Regions from separate parts of the Mus musculus genome. Here region 2 is linked to region 1. The links are chromatin contacts, called in public Micro-C maps. All regions are on one chromosome and are shown on one strand. The core of a region is the stretch at or near the end of the contact, and the rest is flanking DNA. Distances in the headings are between cores, read along the strand shown.

Region 1 (4,600 bases), core at 840-3,339:
CTCTCATCAGGCTGTAACATTGGTGGCTTCCTCCTCTGACCTGAAACCTGTGACTCACAGGTCACTTGGTCATCTTCTTCTCCTGGGCTATGCCAGACCTTGGTATTCACAAGCGGGATTTGAGGGAATTGCCCCATCCTTTCTTCCCAACATGACTTTCCTTTCTTAGAAAATATCATCCTGTGTAAGTGTAGTGTTTTTCAACAAACTAGAGTGTGGACATGTATGTCTTTCATCCCAGCATCTGGGAGCCAGAGGCAGACAGATCTCTGTGAGTTCTAAGCTAGCTGGGTCTTTATAGAGAGTTACAGGTCAGCCAGAGTTACAAGGTCACAGCACAGATCTAAATCTAGAGGGAGGTTCTGAATTCCCAGGTTCTTCTACTGTATTCCAGTGAGTTGTATGGACCCATGGGCAGGTAAAGGATGGGAGGGGATTCATTCCTGGGGAAGATTCCACCTTATGAGAGCCATGAGAATGATGGGTTGGTAATGGGCATGACCATACTTTGACCAGGACTGCTTAGCTATGGACACCTCCTCTCCATTTAAATCTGAATATCAAGTAGGGATGCCAGAGAGTGGCCCTCTCTGTTCCCCTTTCAATGTGGCCACCTCTACTAAGTGTCTCTTCTCTGTGTTTTGTTATTACTAGTCTGTGTAACTGTGCTGTGGAGGAAGGGTGGTTGAACCTTGATTTTTAGAGCTCCAGGGCCCAACCTCCAGATCCTAAGTATTTCACTGAGGATTTGAGTAGACAGTCAAGATATGCTCACAGCTAGGTGACCTGGGTTGGAGCGAAGTATAGGGATCCACCCTGGGGCAGTATTACTTTGCCTGACAAAGTTTCTCATCTTCCCAGTCAACCAGTATTAGCTATTTTGACTCTACAGGGTACAGCAGAGAAATAAATTGAGTTTTTTGAGAGCATCAGCCTTTCTTGGCCATTGGTGAGCTTAGCTGGGAAGTTCATATGAGGAAGAAGGACCCTTCCTTCATAAGAGAGTCCTTGGGGCTCAGAGCAGCAAAGGTGACATGGAGTAATTTACAACTTTGCAAATCTGGTCCTCAGCACCCTGTGGCACCCTGAATGAATGCAGAGCACATCTTAACAATCCTCCTGCAGGGGACATCACTCCCTCCCCTTCCTTTTTAGCTGAGTAATCAGGAGGGCACAGTCTTACCCAGCAGCTGGTCTCATCTTTCTGCTGCTCTGCTTTGTCTTTTGGTGAACACATTCGTATGTGGGTTCATCTCTTTATTTCCTATCCTGCTTATTTTTGACCTTATTATGTACTCAATCTTGCAGGGCAAGCTTGATTTTTAGTGTGTACTATAAACACCTAATTTGGTTGCATGTTAGTGAGAGACTTGGGTGTAGGATGACTAGCAGGGGTCCTGTTTTATTTTGTTTTGTTTATTTGTATGAGGACATAGATGGGCACCCTAAATGTTGGAGACCATACCATAAGAAAGTAGGCCTTTCAAAGTTTTCCACCCTAACAAGCCAAATGGCCTTGTGCTAAGGAGCTGGTCTTCACCCCCTCCTCCCTGTTTCCTTCCTGGCACCTGAGGCTGTAAAAAGCTGAATTATAGTCCCCTCTTCCTTATCTCTTCCTGACTCCCAAGACTTCAAAGGACATGAGTTACAAGCTGAGCCCAGCCTGACACCCAAGGCTGTTAAGGAGGATTCTACATTCCAGAGATAAGAGTGCCTGGCCGCCTGCAGTTTGAATTAGGCCTTCATGTCCCCAGATGCCCACTTCTTTGTTCTTAGTTGATCCCCCTCAACCCCTCCCTATTCCCCTTAAAACCTGGCATTTCAGCCTAATAAACTGAGACCTTGATAGGAACCCTTCTTTGTCTCTGCGTCTCCTTCCTTTCCTCGCATTTCTCTTCAGGTTTGTGGTCCCCCTTGCACCCAGGAAGAACTGGGTCCTGCTGGGTGGGACAAGTGGCGCCTAACTGAGGTTCGGAGCGTTTTGCCTTAGGTGGAGATTACGGAGTTTGACTCCCCCAGAGAAGTTCGTAGGGACCCCAAGAAAAAAGAAGTGAAGGACTGCTTCAGCAGCTCACCGGAGAGAGAAATCCTTGGTAAGTGATTCATCTCCACTGAGAAATGGGAACTAAGCTTTCTAAAGAGGCAGCCTTTATAAAAGGCTTAAAGGTGGCTCTCAGGGAAAGAGGAGTTAGAGTTAAAAAGAAAGATTTGATAAACTTTTTTATTTTCATAGACCAGGCAGGTCCATGGTTTATTATAGATGGCGCAGAGATACATTGTAAGAAATGGATAAGAGTAGGAAGAGAATTAAGTGAAATTTTGGCAAAGCAGGACCCCGATGCTATTCCTGCAAATATATTTACTTATTGGAGTCTAATCCGTGATTTAATACAAAGTGCAGTTGATGATCCAGAGAAACAGCAGCCTTTGTCAGTGGCAGAATATTGCCTCTGTCCCCTGTCTCTGGAAGCTTCAGAGAGCTCCCTCCCTACTAAAAAGCCTCCAATAGCTGCAGACAGGCCCGAAGTCCTGCAGACTGCTCTCTACCCCCATATCCCGGTAAGCGCATTGCCTGCTGACCCGCCACTGATCAATCTAGAATTTAAAAAATCTTTGGCTGAAAGCCCTTTAATTTCTGGGGACACAGACACTTTAGAGGAAGAGATAGTCCGTCCCCGTAAGCCCGAGCGATTGCCGGGCGCTTCAGCTCCTCCCTGCAATGCCTCGTCCTACCTGCCACCAATCTGCGCTCCCGAGCCGTGGCCCCAGGCGCTGCCGGTCCCTACTCTCATTGATGCTAAAGACAAGCTCGCGTCTCAGGTAGCAGGATTACAAGAAGTTTTAGAGCTCCAGCAACAGTACGCCCGCCTTTCCACAGAGCTCGCTTCACTCCAAAATTCTTTAAAAGAGACTATCCTTGCCCCTCCCCCAGCCTCAGCCTCGGGCGGCGTAAAAAAGAAAGCTCCGCGAGCGGTAAAAACTAAAACATTGGCTTCCCCCGTAATTACTCGCTCCACGAGAGCTGCTAGCTACGACCCGCCCACTTCTACGGCGGAGACACAGCCCCCAGCCACCCGTGCCGAATCTGCTTCTGCAGAAATTGGGCCTTTAGAAAGGCCCCAGGCCGACCTCTCCTCGGACACTAACAGCGAGGGCGGAGAAGATTATGAGTGTGAAAACGAAGTAGAACGTGAGCCAGAGGAACAAATTTCTGCTCCTGTCCAACAAACAGAATTCCGCAGACTACGTTTTAAGCTCTTAAAAGAGCTTAACTCTGCGGTTAGAACTTATGGCCCATCTGCCCCCTACACGCTTTCGCTCCTAGAAGCTCTTCCGGGAGGCGAACATATGCTCCCTAGTGAGTGGATCAAAGTAATCCAAACTGTGTTAACACGCGGGCAATTTCTCTCATGGAAAGCCGATTTCCTCGATCGGTGCCAGACAATTGCAGTGGCTAATCAGAAAAATCCTCGGGCGCCATCTGCTGGCTGGACCTTTGAAAAGCTTTCTGGTCAAGGTAAATACGCGACAGAAGCCAGGCAAAAACACTTCTCTGTGGGTCTTTTGGCTCAGACTGCTAATGCAGCCCTGGGAGCTTGGCGCGGTATTCCTATGAAAGGTTCAGTTATTACGCCTCTAACCAAAGTCATTCAAGGAGCCCAGGAAGACTATAGTGATTTTGTGAGTCGTTTGCTTGAGACTGCAGAGAGGACCCTGGGTCATGCAGACAATAAACTTGTTAAACAATTGGCTTATGAAAATGCTAATTCGGCATGCAAAGCTGTCTTGCGCGGTAAGATTAGAAACAAGGATCTTAATGAGATGATTCATCTTTGCCGTGATGTAGATATGTTCACTCACAAAATGTCCCAGACAGTCAGTCTTGCAATGGGTGCAGCTCTTCAGCCTGTTATGGCATTAGGCGCGGCTCTTCAGCAAGCCAGCCGGCAGAAAAGCTGTTTTAAATGTGGTCAGCCTGGACACTTCGCACGACAGTGTCCCACTGCGCTTTCCCTTAACGGTGCTCCAGCACCACCTACTGACTATTCTTCTCGGCCTACACGGCCCAATTTTCTTTGTCCACGCTGCAAAAAAGGCAAACATTGGGCAAGCACCTGCCGATCCCCAACAGATGCTTCTGGGAATCTCCTGCCTCCCTTTTAGGGAAACAGGTATGGGGGACATCCCAGATTCCCCAAAACCACCCCATTTCTTCCAGCCACAGGGAACAGCCGGCAGACAAAACAGCCACTGGTCTCTCCCGAGCCACTACAGGTAGCGCAGGATTGGACTTGTTTTTGGACTCAGTTTTAACACCCCCCCCCCACGCCCCCCGTGAGAGGATGGCGTTCACATCCTTCTCAGGGGGTCTATGGGCCTCCTCCACCCAATACTTATTTTCTAATATTAGGGCGTGCTTCCGCTACTTTAAAAGGACTTACTGTCCATCCCTCATTAGTAGATAATGACTACACTGGAGAAATTAAAATTTTAGTTAGTGCCTCTCAAAGTCCAATATCTATATTCAAAGGGCAACGTCTAGCACAAGCCCTGCCTCTACCTTTAGACACTTCCTATCCTTTAGACACTTCCTATCCAG
Region 2 (4,715 bases), core at 1,945-4,444, 770 kb after region 1:
TTGTTACGTCTCTGACCTTGGTGGGTGAGGAGCCTTCAGTCTTCCTTGAGAAGAACAGGCTCGAGACTTTTATGGATCTTCAGTTCGTCCTCAGGTCTGGAGGACAGAGCCCCTTCTATTGCTGCTGAATGAAGTATTTTATCAGGAGAGTTGTGGGGCTTGGAGAATAGAGGACAGCATTTCCTGTGACTCTAGAGATGCTCACAAGAGTTTTGTCTGGCATTGCTTGGCCGTTTTTGGATGCTGAGCTCTTTCAATACACAGCTGTCTTACTCCCTGACCTGCATATGAATTTCTAGCAAGCAGAAGTGATGATGGTGGCAGCCAACAAACCCTACAAGAGCAAGCCCTACATAAACAGCCCAGGTTGGGGAGTCTTCATTTTAGGAAACCATGGTTCTACAACAAAATCCCCCTACCTCCTGCCAAATGCACACAGCAGGACTCCTCTGTGGAGTGAGTCACAAGACTCTGGGACTGAGCCAAAAAGAGCTTGACCTTGACTTTCCCACAGGCCAGGCCCTGCTCCAAGTAACAAGGACACATTGACCTTCTGTACTTAGAGACTTTCTGCAGCATTTCTGTCACACTTGGGGAAACTGAGAAGCCAGTACAAGTTCATACAGACAGGAGAATTGTGAGACAAGCCCTGGCTAGGAAGGCCCATTCTTCCCATCTTCCCACACCTGCTGGACAAGGGAAAGCAAATAGAAACTTCCCATCCTGGGCTTGAGCTTCATCACTGTTTTCTTGGAAGCCAGAAAAGAGATATTTTCAGGCTGAGCTAACCGCCGGGGACATTTTCTGATGCACCCTCTGGGTACCTACTTGGTTCCCCCATGTCCTTATAAGGCCAGCTGGCAGGATGTTGGACAAGTCACTTAAGATGTAGTGCTCACAGGTGCAGGCTCTGCAAGGCACCCCTTGTACTCTTGCAACCAACCAGTCATCTCAGCAAGTCTCCTGGGCCTATGAGATTGTTCCCTACCCCAACCCCTTCAATGGGAACAGAATGCAGCCTAAGTCTGCCTTCCACCTAACTCAGACCTGTCTGGCCTTCTGCCCATATCTGTTCCTGATCCAAGAGCTTCCTACCAAAGTCCAACTTGGTAAACCGATTAGTTGATTTAGGTTACTTACAAAAGTATGGGTGAGGGGTTACTTACAGCATCAGAGACAACTCAAAGGGAGCTGTGTCACCAAAAACCTCAGCATAGGTGATGGCTCACAAAAGCTGGAACCCTGGAGAATGGCACTTGAATAGGTCAAAGCATGGGCTGTCTTCCTAATTATGTATCTTTAGGGAGGAAGGGACCTGTTAGTTTCAGGAACGTCTAAAACTTGTTAGTTGTTCATTTCCGGAGTCTTAATACTTTCCCTCCAGAAAGGGATGTTTTAATTTGGAGGAAAACTGCTTTACAAAAAAATTCCCTACCATGATTGGTCAAACATCATGGAAACTCTCTCCATAGCATGTATGTGACCAGAACCTAAGGGCCCCAAAGAAGCAGCCTTGGTTTCTAGGCTGTCCATAGCCCTTGGAACAGTTCCAGGAACACAATGGCATTCACTAAACCCAGATGTATCACACAGTACATAAACAAAACAGCTGGCCCTGCATGACGTTCAATGTGTAACCCCACTTTAGGCATGAGGTATCCCCATCACTGGAGACAGTGGAGATCTGAAGAGAAAGCAGGTCCCCATCTCTGCACGTGCAAGAACTATTCTTGCCCACTTTTAAATAAAAAGAATCCTAAGAGACTCCCTCCTGGAGACTCAAATGACTTTTAGTGTGATATTACTCCAGCATTTGGTGACTAGTGTTACTTTTGTTGTGACACCACTTCAGCCTCCAAGAACTATAAATGTGGACACAATCCTTCACTGTAGCAGCTATACCAGCCTGAAGCCAAAACAAATGCACAAATTAACTCTCAAGAAGCCTACTAGCCTAGCCGAGTAGAGATAGCTCCACCCAGGCAGCTACTGGCCAATCATCAGGTTTACATGTAAATTATACATAGTTCAAATTTTCGCCCTTTAGACAACTGGGCATGGTGTCCTAAACCTACAGTCTCAGCACTTAGGAAGCAAAAGTAGACAGAGCTCTGTTCCAGGAACCAGGGCTACATTGTGAGATTCTCATTCTCTGTCTGTCTGTCTGTCTCTGTCTGTCTGTCTCTCTCTCCACATATATATTATAGATATTCCTTTCCTTTGTTTAAATATATATGTATATCTATTCCTTTTTAAACATATTTCCAGTGTCCTGTAGCCAGAGGGGTGCCAGGTGTGATCTCCATAGGGAACAATGTCCTTAACTGCTCAAAGATTTAAGAACATGGAGTGACCTGGAAAAGGCTGAGTCTTGGGAACTGGTCCTTCCATGGTTCCCAGTGAGTCTAATGAAGCAGCCCCATTGCCCTTCAGTTTGGGGAAGGGAATGCCAAGATTTCACAGGAATATCATCTATGATGACAGCAGCCATTCCTCACCCGGGAAGGAAGCACCTCTGCCCTCTGAATCTTTCCTCACTTCCTTATTAATCCCAGCTTTCAGGGAACCAGCTAGAGGATGGAGGATGGACTCTTGGAAGGCACAGCCAGGATGGCATGAATATTTGAAGGTGCCCCTGAGGGTTCTCGAGCCTAAAGACTGGCTAAAGACATTGGGTACACTATTGACCTTCCCAAATGCAGCCTCCAGAACTGCAGCCAGGAACTCTATCTGTGAGATAGGGGATTAGCAAGGCTACAAAGAATTCCATTCTAGACCTTCAGGCCCACGGAGTTGCTGCCTGGGAGATCAATATACACAAAACATGTTAACTTTTAAGACTCTTTACTGTCGAGACACCTCCACTAGGGTACCCTCCGGGAAAGTCCAAGGCGTCCGAGTACCGGAGGAAGTAAGTGTGGCTTCTTTGGGGCAGTATCTTGTGGCCAGTTCTTAGTCGCGACCCAGAAGCCTGCCCCGAGGGTTGGGAACCCTTAAGAAACTTGGAGATTCATCCTGCGCACGCACAGTGCACCGAGTCCCCAAGAACCAGCTGCACCAAGTTCCAGAACGCTTACTCTGGGACTGAGGTGGCAGCACCCACCCAAGTACCCCTGGTCCGGGCACCCCGCGGGCGGAAGGCGGGGCCAGGGGTGGAGCGTCCTCTGGGCGGGGCCTCGGAGGGGCGGGACCTAGAGGTCTATAAAGAGTGAGGAGCTAGGCGCGCGCGCCCGGTCCGAGCGAGCGCGTCCTTGCTTCAAAGAGATAGTGACTCTCGCGCCTCCGGCTAGGCCTCCAGCCCTTCTCTACCCTACGTCTCATTCTCCGCAACGCAGTTCTCCGGCCCGCAAGCGCTCCAGGCTATCTGCCAGTCCCGGACCCCGGTACTGCGTCCCCATACCGCCCGCTCCAGGACCAATCCAAGCTCCGCAGGCCGCGCACCGCCATGGGGGTGGAGGGCTGCACCAAATGCATCAAATACCTGCTCTTCGTCTTCAATTTCGTCTTCTGGGTGAGCAGCCACTGGGGACAGGGCGCACCCCACGGTAGCCAGGCTGGGCAGCGCGCTAGGCCCTGCTGAGAAGGCGCAGCGCAACCGCGAAGTTGCGGCGCCACCTGTGGGCTCCGTGCGCCGATCGGGGTCCTGGCGCCCCTCGCCAGCGGGTTGAGGCCGAGGGCTGAGCTTCTGGGCCTCGGCTCGAGGGGCTTCTGGGGCCGGGAAATCAGGGGATCGCTGGCCTGTCCCCTCTGAGTGCTGGGAACTGGTGCAAGAGTCTGCGGGCTAGAGCCAGGTAATCAAGAGCCCTCAGCTATGAAGGGGGTACTCGCACCCTCCTGAATGTTGTTTTGGGGACCATCCTGCATCGCGAGCAGTGAGGGGGGTCGAGAAGGGCGGGATCTTGGCGCCCCGCCCCCATGAGCTCATCCTAGCCACCGCCCCTGGATAGGCGGCCTCGAAGTGGTGGGGGCACGCTCCGTACTTGCCTCGGAGACCTCAACCCCACTATTACTCCACCCTTGCTTACCCTCCAGCTTGGTATTGCCACCCTGGGGGCTCGAGCTCCAGGCCTAGAAGGCAGGGCAGCCCGGGCCGCGTGCTGCTGCGCACGGTGCCCCAGTTCTTGGCCACCCCCACCCCCATTCCCCCAGCTGCCCCTCCTCCTTGCCTGTCGTCTCCTGCACAGATTACAGCCCCGGCCTGACCCTTAGATCCTGAGAGGAAGAGGGTATGCAGTTCTGAGTTGGTGAAGGCCAGGGTGTTGCAAAGATCTGGGATCTGTACAAACCAGGAGCTTAGGATCTTTTCCTATATACAGGATCTAAGCTGGGCTCTCCACTTTGGAAAGAAGTGCACACCCATTTGGTCATCTTGGAAAGGAGACATGGGTATAAGAGGGTCTCCAAGTGTCCCTGGGTCCTGACTGTCTTCACTGCTGGGGAGTAGCCATTGGTGGTATGGGCTTCTTTCCATTTCCTAACTGGGTTGGGAATGGGGAGTCTTAACAGACCTGCCTGCGGGCACTTGAGTGAGCAGTGCTGGCCACTCCTCTGGACAGTGGTGCCACCCTCCCTGCTGCAGTGCACAGACTGCTGTTCCCACCACCCTCCTTCCCAGGAAGAAATGAGGTTATGCCAAGACAATGTTTCTCTAAAGTTGTTCCTGAGAGGGCAAACTTGTACAACGGCCCCTGGAGTGAGTGTGTTGGACAGGGGAC

What was found. A called contact is a pair of places that touch in the nucleus more often than the background predicts.
Region 2: a Micro-C map of embryonic stem cells shows a contact between it and region 1, with 11 times the contacts expected there. The contact joins the promoter of Cd81 here to the promoter of B130016D09Rik in region 1. A contact is called at or near these places in 2 of 39 promoter capture datasets (hippocampal neurons and liver) and 1 of 484 Hi-C or Micro-C datasets (embryonic stem cells).

Annotation. Positions count from the first base shown.
Region 1 is chr7:142,281,374-142,285,973 of GRCm38.p6, forward strand. B130016D09Rik (a long non-coding RNA gene) reads left to right here and starts at 2,090. Exons shown (of 1, transcript XR_003946899.1): 1 at 2,090-4,600. Gm45889 (a long non-coding RNA gene) reads left to right here and starts at 1,841. Exons shown (of 2, transcript XR_870059.2): 1 at 1,841-2,093.
Region 2 is chr7:143,049,556-143,054,270 of GRCm38.p6, forward strand. Cd81 (CD81 antigen) reads left to right here and starts at 3,195. Exons shown (of 8, transcript NM_133655.2): 1 at 3,195-3,511. The coding sequence starts at 3,446. It overlaps R74862 (expressed sequence R74862), which reads right to left and starts at 4,131. Exons shown (of 5, transcript NR_110354.1): 1 at 3,482-4,131.